Regions from separate parts of the Sus scrofa genome. Here all the other regions are linked to region 1. The links are chromatin contacts, called in public Hi-C and promoter capture Hi-C maps. All regions are on one chromosome and are shown on one strand. The core of a region is the stretch at or near the end of the contact, and the rest is flanking DNA. Distances in the headings are between cores, read along the strand shown.

Region 1 (2,997 bases), core at 198-2,697:
CTGAACAAGGCCAGGGATCGAACCTACATCCTCATGGATACTAGTTGGGTTCCTTACTGCTGAGCCATGACGGGAACTCACTGAATTCTGTTTTGGACCAGCTTTAGGTGCCTGATTAGAAACAGCAGTACCAGTCCTAGTCATAGCAATAAGCACTGTGAGAGCATGAATTGTGTACTTGGCAGGGTTTTAGGCACTTTTACCCTTATCAATTCATTTAATTCTCATAGCAGTTGTGTGTGCAAGGAACCACTAGAGCCCTGCTTTACACATGAAAAGACAAGCATGGAGAGGTTAAAAGTGACCTGCCTACAGTCAGCCACCCAACTGGGTAGTGATGGAGCTGGGCTTCCTCCCCAAGCAGTCTGGCTTCAGAGTCATCACAACTCATCCCTGGAACTCCTTCCAAGTGGACGCATTGAATGGGTGGTTGAAGGTGTGAATGTGGAACTCTGGGAAGGTCAGGGCTGAAGACGCACGTTTACATTTCTGAAGAGAAAGCCTGCTCTCTCCTTCCTCATCTAAGCCTTGATTGTCTAGGGAGAAAAGAACACGGGCCATGGGGCTGTGCTCACTGGCTTTTCATTCCTCCATTCTGCTGAGGCAACTGTATCCAAATCATTTTCCTTCCTTGAGGGTCCAGAGAGTGAGGTCTGTATCTCTCTCATTTTTTATTTTTTTAGATTTTTTTTTTAAGGGCTGCACCTGCGGCATATAAAAGTTCCCAGGCTAGGGATTGAATCAGAGTTACGGCTGCTGGCGTGCACCATAGCCACAGCAACGCGGAATCCGAGCCACATCTGCAGCGCACACCATAGCTCATGGCAATGCTGGATCCCTGACCCACTGAGTGAGGCCAGGGGTTGAACCCACATCCTCGTGGATACGAGTCGGATTCGTTTCTGCTGTGCCACAATGGGAACTTCCTTCTGTGTCTTTATTATGTCTCTATTTCTCATCCCTAATCCGGTGCCTGCCGTGGAGTAGATGTCAGACTTTCTTTGCAGGACACGGGGTTAGGTTTGGAGGTCCAGCCATCAGTAGAACACAGCTCTCCTTCTGGAGGAGCAGAGTCTGAAGGAGGACCTTTGGGAATAAGACTAGGGCTGGCTGAACACAGAAGCCTGGGCTGGTGAGTTCACCCCAGCCTTCTCGCTGCCCCATATGCTTGAGGGGTGGGGCAGGAAGGGGTCAGAGCAACAAAAGAATGCCTAAGCAGTGGCAGATGGATTTGAGGCCTCCCAAGAGCTCTTTGCAACAAAAGAATGGCTCCAAACCTTTCATAGTTTCCCCTCTTTGCATTAGTTTTCTTTGGCAACCGTATAATTTTCACCAAATGAAGTAAAATTTGATATTTGAATATCCCAGTGGAGTGATGAGTTTTTCCAGCTCTATTACCTCAGTGTTGACAAGGGCTGGCTAGTGAAATAAGGGAGTTGGCTGGAAAGGTTGCAGATTGCATCATAGAGGGTGACGGAGGGCTCGTGTGAAGTATTTCGGCAGGTTTCCACCAGTTTAAGTATCTCTTGCCAAAGTTCCACACATTGGAATATGTTTGAGTTTCTCTTCCGATCATCCTTTTAACAATGAGCTATGTGGTTTGGTCGCAGAAAAAGGATCTGGTGATATTTGTCATAGATGGAACTATGAATTATATCTCTTAACATCTCTTAGAGGTGGAACAAGGTGGAACATAGAAACTTGAAGAATATACACAAAAATAGCTGTCTTTTTTCCGTAGATCTCTTTCGGGGCATGCAGTAACCTCCACACATTTATCACAACTTTACTACTTCCTAATAGCATTTCACATTTGAACCATTGAAAGATTATATAAATTTGCACCATCGTAGTTTTTATAATTATTTACAGAGTTTTTTCCTTCCAATATGTAAACTTATATTTTGTTTAGCCTTTTTAGCTTTTGGTGGGAGAATTGATCTGAATTACCAAGGCGACCAGAACTCCAAACAGGAGCCCTCCACAAGTATAAATGTGGAGATGTGCCATGTCATTTTGCAGTTCACAAATTTTTTATTTTTATTTTAGGGCTGCACCCATGGCATATGGAGGTTCCCAAGCTAGGGGTTGAATTGGAGCTACAGCTGCCGGCCTACACCACAGCCAGAGCAACACGGGATCCCAGCTACTTCTGCAACCTCCAGCACAGCTCACGGCAATGCTGGATCCTTAACCCACTGAGTGAGGCCAGGGATTGGACCCGCGTCCTCATGGATCCTAGTTGGGTTTCCACTGAGCCACAAAGGGAACTCCTAAAAGGTGAACGCCCTCTTGTGAACTCCCAGTTCACAAAATTTTAAATCTGCTATTGTATCAAGTGTAAATGTAATGGAGTGGGAGTAATTATTATTATTGTTTTTTAAGCCACGATTCCAGTTAGCTTAAGAACATTAGATATGATATAAAGTAGAATTATATCTTAAGTGGCCTGCTGATGGCTCAGGCTTTGTCAGTTTTAAACCCAGGCTCTGGGAGGGCAAGTTGATGGTTATTAGTCAGGTAGGTCCCAGCAGAGAGCGAGTGATGGTGAGCTCTCCTATTAAAAGACAACAGAAGCCACTCTTCCTAATGCTGACCAGATGAAATACAGCATCAAATTCCTTTTATCCAAGTTCCTTTGAAAATTTTTAATTATATAATTTATTTTTTTTATTTTTTACTTTTTTGTCTTTTTGGGGCTACACCTGTGGCATATGGAGGTTCCCAGGCTACGGGTCAAATGGGAGCTGTAGCTGCTGGCCTACGCCAGAGCCACAGCAACACAGTCTGTGACTTATACCATAGCTCACGGCAAAGCCGGATCCTTAACCCACTGAGGGAGGCAGGGACCAAACCCACAACCTCATGGTTCCTAGTTGGATTCGTTTCCACTGTGCCATGACGGGAACTCCTTTTTGTCTTTTTAAAAAATTTTTTTTTATTTATATAATTTAAAACTGGGAGTTTCCATTGTGGCTCATTGGGTTAGTCTCTATG
Region 2 (2,997 bases), core at 258-2,757, 490 kb before region 1:
AGTGGCTTCAGCTCCAATTAGACCCCTAGCCTGGGAACCTCCATATACCGCGGGAAGCAGCCCTAGAAAAGGTAAAAAGACTAAATAAATAAATAAATAGAACAGACCAGAGAAGGAAACACAGCTCGCCTCTCCTGCTGGTCCTGGAGGGAGAGGTCACACCCATGGATGCTCGAGGAAATGGCTCCATTGCTCCCTGGCAGCAGGCTAGGAAATACTGCCCACACCCCAACTGCAGTCCCCGAGGCCATCGGATACACCTGGGGCGCCTCAGGGCAGGAAGTCCCAGAAACCACATACAGTTTCTGACCAACCACTTCAGCTTTTTCTGGGCTTGAAAAAGACAGGGGCGGTGCAAGAATCATCTTTGGTTCTGCCGCAGTGGAGACCCATGACGTCTTGCTCCCAGTAGATTCTGCATGCATACTTATGTGACTGAATGGATGTCCCCCCTACCACAGACGGCAGCTGTCCCATCTCAGAGGCACCTCAGGTGGTGGCCTTGAACTTGGTGTCCAGACTGAAATGGGAAACCATACACCGTAAGAGGTGGAGCAGGTAAGGATGGGGGTGAGGGGAGGCTGGCAGGAGCGGAGGCAGGGTTTTGTTCCTGACCCTGCCTGGTGATCAGCTTATTCCCTAAAGCAGAAGGATTAATAACCAGGGTAATTTTATCCCTGTTAGAATGTAACTACAGATGTGGGCTTATTGGGCGAAACAGCTAATCCTTTCTACATTTGGCTTACTCGTGAAACTCGATGCCTGGAGTTGTCAAAAGCACTATTTGCACGAGGCCTGCTGCCCCTGAAACCTTTCTCTTCTGGGCCCAGTGGGCAGCTGTCCCACTGCGCTGGCACTTGCCTCTTGGGTGAGCTGACTCACTGGCCTGGTGATGGAAGGGGAGGGGAGAGGCCTGTGGGTATATATAGACCTAAAGTGAGGGAGAGGGTAGGTGAAGGAAAATACAAGATGTGGGGTGCGGGGAGAGGGTACACAGAGAGCCTGGAGAAAAAAAACTCTTGGGAAAATCTAAGGTTCATTGTGATCCCTCGTCCCCCAGGCTTAAGGCACGGGGGAGGCAGCAGGAGGAGGGAAGAAGGCGAGGGAAAGGGGGTACCCCTCGATAGGAGCCAGCAGGCATCCAGGGATCTGCAGCGTGGTGATGGCTGGAGGCGCAAAAGTCAGGAGACACAGTTAATCCAAGAGCTGTTGCTGCTGCTGCTGTTGCAGAGATGAAAGACTTTCCAAGCCAGTCAGTGATATGCTTGGAGCTTTCCCCTGTGCAGCCACCTGTGGTGAGTAACGGGAGACTTGGTTCCTCCTCCTGCACCCGGGGAGCCCCGGGAAATTGGGGGAGTGGGCGTGGCCAGGGTGGTGGGGCGGGGCCCCAGTGAGCAGGCGCCAGTGACCTCCCTCCCTCTTCCCCACCTCCCTCGGTCTAGGTCTCGAGCACCGCCTCCCGCTGGGTGTGGCCGAGCTTCAGACATTCCCCCCCCCCCCCCCCCCGCCCCATCCCGCCCCCAAACATCCCCCTCCTTTTCCACCGACTCCGCCCTTGATCGCCCTGGCCCACACAGTGCTACAGTGCGACACAGGAAGCCCCTCCTCCCTGCTACCCACCCGAGGCGGGGTGGGGGGGGGTGGGGGCGCGAACAGGTCGATACCCCCTCCTCCTACCCCGACCCCTCACGGACTTTTAGTTCGGGGCTGCTGGGTTAAAGCTTCATTCCAGTGTGCTGCATTCCAGAAACTTTAACAGATGCCCTGGCGTTCTTGGAAGACGCTGAGAGGGAAAGCGGCCGACGTCTCCACCCAAATGCCCCAGAATCAGATAGGACATTTGCCTCTGGTGCGGGGAGCAAAGGGCAGAGTGGCCAGAAGGCTTGTAATAAAAACCTCCCTTCCCTTCCCTCTGACCTGGGTCCTTCATTACTGACCCCAGCCCTTAAGAATCTGGAGCCTGCAACCCTCTCCACCTGGCGGGGCTGGTCAGGAGGCCGGGCGGGGAAGGATTCGGCCTCCTGGGCGGGTCCCGGGGTGGGAAGGCTCTCATCGCCATGGCAACGAGCTCTTCCCGTGGGAATAGCGAACTCTTGAACGTGCAGCACATGGGAAAGTGACCTACTGAGTGCCAGCTGGGGGTCCAGGCGGGCGGGTATGGGGGGGATCTGCAGGGAGAGGGCGCGCGACCGAGCTCGACATGCGACCCCCAAACCTGGATGCAGGGCCGCGCGCTTTTCTTCTGAGTCAGACGGGGCCACACAGGCAGGACACGTGATGCGCGGGGCTCTCCCCTGGCTGCCAGTTAGCAGCCAGATCTGCTGACTCGCTTAGAACAGCCGCTGCCCAGTGTTGGCCCGGGCTGGGTGGGACGGTTCCCTTCTGTGGGTCTGTTCCAGCGCCCTAGCTGGTGAGACCAGTAGCTCCTGTTGGGAGGACAGGCGTGTTGGCTGTGGAATTCAGTTCTACGTGGCTGAGGCCCCTGACTTCTTTTTACAATTTTTAAAGAAGTTGTAAAGGTTGTACTAACCTTTTAAAAAAGTGTAATTTCTTTTTTTAATTCAAAAAGATGAAAAGAAGGAACTGAACACAATCTGATCTACACCCTCCCCATCTTTCCACCCCAAAATAACGGACCACTGTTAACATTTTGTTATCATTCTTCCAAATTATGCCCACACCTAGGGGTGTACTAGTTACAAAAATTATGGTGCATATGATGTTTGTCGCCTGCATTTTCACTTAACTCACCACAGACCTGGAAAGATAGAGAAAACTCTGTATTATTATTTCTAAGGGCAACATAGGATTACTATAATTTATTAGCCAATTTGGTGTTGCTGGAAATTTAAATTTCTTTACAATTTTTTACTCTTCTACATGGCGACAGACATCCTTCTACCTACATTTTTTGCACCTAGCCTGTTAGTTTTCTTAAGGTCAACTTCTTGAAGTAGAATTACTGGGTCAGAATGTATGGATGTTTTAAATTTTGAT
Region 3 (2,997 bases), core at 226-2,725, 310 kb before region 1:
CTAAAATAAGTACTTTCTTTTAGAAATAAACTTGAGTTTTAATGAGTATTAAGTTTCAAATGAATGAAAGCAAGTAACTTAAACTCAGCTTATCAGTAAATGATAACATTAGTCCAGATCAGTGTCTGTTAACCATTTTTTTTGTTACAAAATTCAAGAATATAATGAAAAATATGTACATTCTTCCCAACAAAAAACATATACAGACAAAATTTGATTTTTAACTTGGGATATTCACAGACCCTCTGAAGCTCATCTAAATATGACTTGGTAATAGGTAAGAGTTAAGGTGTTTTGTTTGTTTTTTTTTTTTCCCCTTTTTGGCCGCACCTGTGGCATATGGAAGTTCCCAGGCCAGGGATCAAATCTGAGCTACAGCTGCAACCTATGTCACAGCGGCAGCAACACCAGATCCTTAACCCAGTGCCAGGCTGGGGAATCAAACCCATACTGACATGGAGACAACACCAGACCCTTAACCCACTGCACGACCACAGGAGCTCCAATATTTAAGGTATTTTGTAGCTTTAAATCGTAATTTTAAAAAATAAGGTAAAAGTCTTTAAAGTCTTGAAACTTAAAAGGAAGTCTTGAGAATAAAAGAGAAAACCTAAACACAATTCGTTAATTTACTCACTGCTGTCAGAAGGCTGAGTACCTTATCTAGATGCAGATGTTAATCTGACAAAGTAATTCCTACCTCAGACATGAGAAGTTAGGCAAAGTTAAGAGTCTTACATAAAGCTAGGATATTTCTAGACATGGAAATGTGTGATGTTCACGGCTTTCAAATGACAGTAAGTTGTCTTCTCCCAACACGCCCCCATCAAGTGCAACTCCTTCTTAGAGTGAGGAAGAAAAATATTACGTAATGTAGGCTATATCTGAGCTCTTTTGGGTGACTGGGGGAAAGGGAATACTTTCAGATACTTAAATTTCCTATTTAAAAATAGTCATTGGATCATTGCCAAACAAAAACACAAAAAGAACCAACCTGTACTTACCTGTCATTCTTGTTCTCTGAAGGAAATGCAGTAATTATAAACATATCCACACTTTTGGGTACATTCTCCTAAGCGTGAATGGATTTGGAATGCACCATGGCTTAACCCCAACCTCTAACCTGCCAGGGTGGCTGGCAGTGGCCCTCCCTGCCTAGCTGATAACCAAGCAGAGCTGTCACCTGGTCATTGATTTTGGACGACAAGGCTGCCCTGAGAAGGACTGTGGAGCTGGTGTAATTACTGTCAGAGAACACGAATTACTGAATGGCCTCTTTTCTACCGCTTTAGAAAGGTAGAGCAACTATTAGAAAAGTTGTTAGCTGCTTCCAAAATGTCACTGAATTTGAGCATTAAAAAACATTAAAGAGTATGAATGGAAAGGTAGTCCTCTGTAAAAGCTGCCCTTAGGGGTAGGTGATAACAGTGTGAGAATTGACTGGCTGTTGCCTGGGCCAGGATCAAGGTCAACTCCAGAGCAGAGAATCACACGTAAAGTAAGCCTTATCTTGGCATTAAGCAACTGAATATTCTGAATTAATGCTTGCCAACTTGAGAGTGAAATGACAGCTGTGGTGGTAACCAGTGATAAGAAAAGCACCAGAAATAGCCAGGACCCTGAAAACTGCTGAGATTATAGCCTCGGATAAAGTGTTTCTTATAAAGTTTGATACTAGTAATGTCTGTTAGACGGGTTCTATTTTATAAGCTCAAGTAAGGAATCATACACTTCATAGAATTTAATAAACATTACAGCTTAGTGGAATAATTTGGATGTAAAATTATTTAAATATATAAGGACTGAGCCCCTGTCTCTTCAAATCTTAGAGAATTAGGAAGAAACAGGCTACAGATAGTTCCTGGCTTGCATACGGCCTTCCAGAGGGTTTTAAAAATCCTCCCCAGAGGAAGAGATTCTCTATCCTCTAGTCCTGCAAGTTTCCAGGCAGCCTGGTGTCTTCTCCTCAGTTAAGCCAGGGCAGGATTGCCAGATAAATTATAGGACATCCAGTTAAATTTGCTTTTCAGATCAATATTTTTAAGTATATCCCAAATATAGCACGGTCCATAATTACACTAAATTATTTGTTATCTATTTTAAATTCAAATTAAGCTGGGCATCCTGAGTATTTTTTTTTCTTTCTTTTTTCTTTTTTTTTTTTTTTGTCTTCTGCTAAATTTGGAAACTCTAAGATGGGAGTTGGTGGTGGAGGGGCTGACAGGGTTACCTGGCAGACGTCTGCATGGGTGGTGCCAGTACAGGAGCCCGTTCCTGGTCCAGACCCTCACTGACATGTAGCTATGGGACACTTGAAATGTTGCTAATCCAATACGAAACGTTCTATAGATGTAAAATACACACTTAGTACGAAAAAGGTAAAACAACTCATAAATTCCTGTACTAAGTACATGGTAAAATAGTAATATTTTAGAAATATTAGATTAAATAAAATATAATTTAAAGTAATTTTGCCTGTTTCTTTTTACCTTTTTGATGTGGCTACAAACAAACAAAACACACAAAAAAATCACCTTAAAACTACACATGTAGCTTGTATTTGTGACTTGCAATGTATTTTACTGGACAGTGCTGGTCTAAAATGACTCCAAGGAGAGGACTGAGCTAGGATTTCCTTCCTGTTCTTTCTCTAAAAAATGAAAAATGGCAAATACAGAGCTGCCTCTCTCACTTCCACCTAGCTATCCAAGTAGGTAGGGAACATGATCATACCAAGGAAACTAAATTTCTAGCAGAGACTGTTTCCATGGATTGTCTCTGACACTTTAAAAACAAAAACAAATACCAGTGAGAGGCACATTAGAAACCTGATCTTTGAAAAGGTCTTACTTAAGTCAAAAGATGAAATTAACACTAGTGTGTACCTGTGTTACGATTAAGTGTGTGCCTGTATATATAAAAATAAAATCTCCCAGATCCTAGTTCTAATGGAAGACTCTCTCAAGTACTATCATGTTGGGTTTTCATTCCCATATA

What was found. Promoter capture Hi-C pulls out the DNA fragments that hold promoters and counts their contacts. Hi-C and Micro-C count contacts between places; a contact is called where the count stands out from the background.
Region 2: a Hi-C map of mesenteric adipose tissue shows a contact between it and region 1, with 2.3 times the contacts expected there. The contact joins two enhancer-like sites. A contact is called at or near these places in 6 of 47 Hi-C or Micro-C datasets (fetal skeletal muscle, heart right ventricle, liver and 2 more) and 1 of 2 datasets of contacts at active chromatin or transcription factors (skeletal muscle).
Region 3: a promoter capture Hi-C map of liver shows a contact between it and region 1, with 2.4 times the contacts expected there. The contact joins two enhancer-like sites. A contact is called at or near these places in 1 of 5 promoter capture datasets (liver) and 1 of 47 Hi-C or Micro-C datasets (liver).

The regions. Positions count from the first base shown.
Region 1 is chr10:41,767,776-41,770,772 of Sscrofa11.1, reverse strand. All of the region lies in intron 10 of ZNF438 (zinc finger protein 438), which reads left to right. Among named protein-coding and RNA genes, the nearest start is that of ZEB1, 240 kb to the left of the region's middle. Within about 2 kb of position 1,447, at least 7 of the 83 cell types and tissues checked have an H3K27ac peak or open chromatin away from gene starts, as enhancers often do. A contact at or near this core is called in liver and mesenteric adipose tissue, where this site is marked.
Region 2 is chr10:42,259,516-42,262,512 of Sscrofa11.1, reverse strand. LOC102164518 (a long non-coding RNA gene) reads left to right here. Exons shown (of 6, transcript XR_305912.3): 4 at 462-558; 5 at 1,061-1,295. Among named protein-coding and RNA genes, the nearest start is that of ZNF438, 250 kb to the right of the region's middle. Within about 2 kb of position 1,507, at least 69 of the 83 cell types and tissues checked have an H3K27ac peak or open chromatin away from gene starts, as enhancers often do. A contact at or near this core is called in mesenteric adipose tissue, where this site is marked.
Region 3 is chr10:42,081,764-42,084,760 of Sscrofa11.1, reverse strand. All of the region lies in intron 1 of ZEB1 (zinc finger E-box-binding homeobox 1), which reads right to left. All of the region lies in intron 4 of LOC110255584 (a long non-coding RNA gene), which reads right to left. Among named protein-coding and RNA genes, the nearest start is that of ZNF438, 69 kb to the right of the region's middle. Within about 2 kb of position 1,475, at least 6 of the 83 cell types and tissues checked have an H3K27ac peak or open chromatin away from gene starts, as enhancers often do. A contact at or near this core is called in liver, where this site is marked.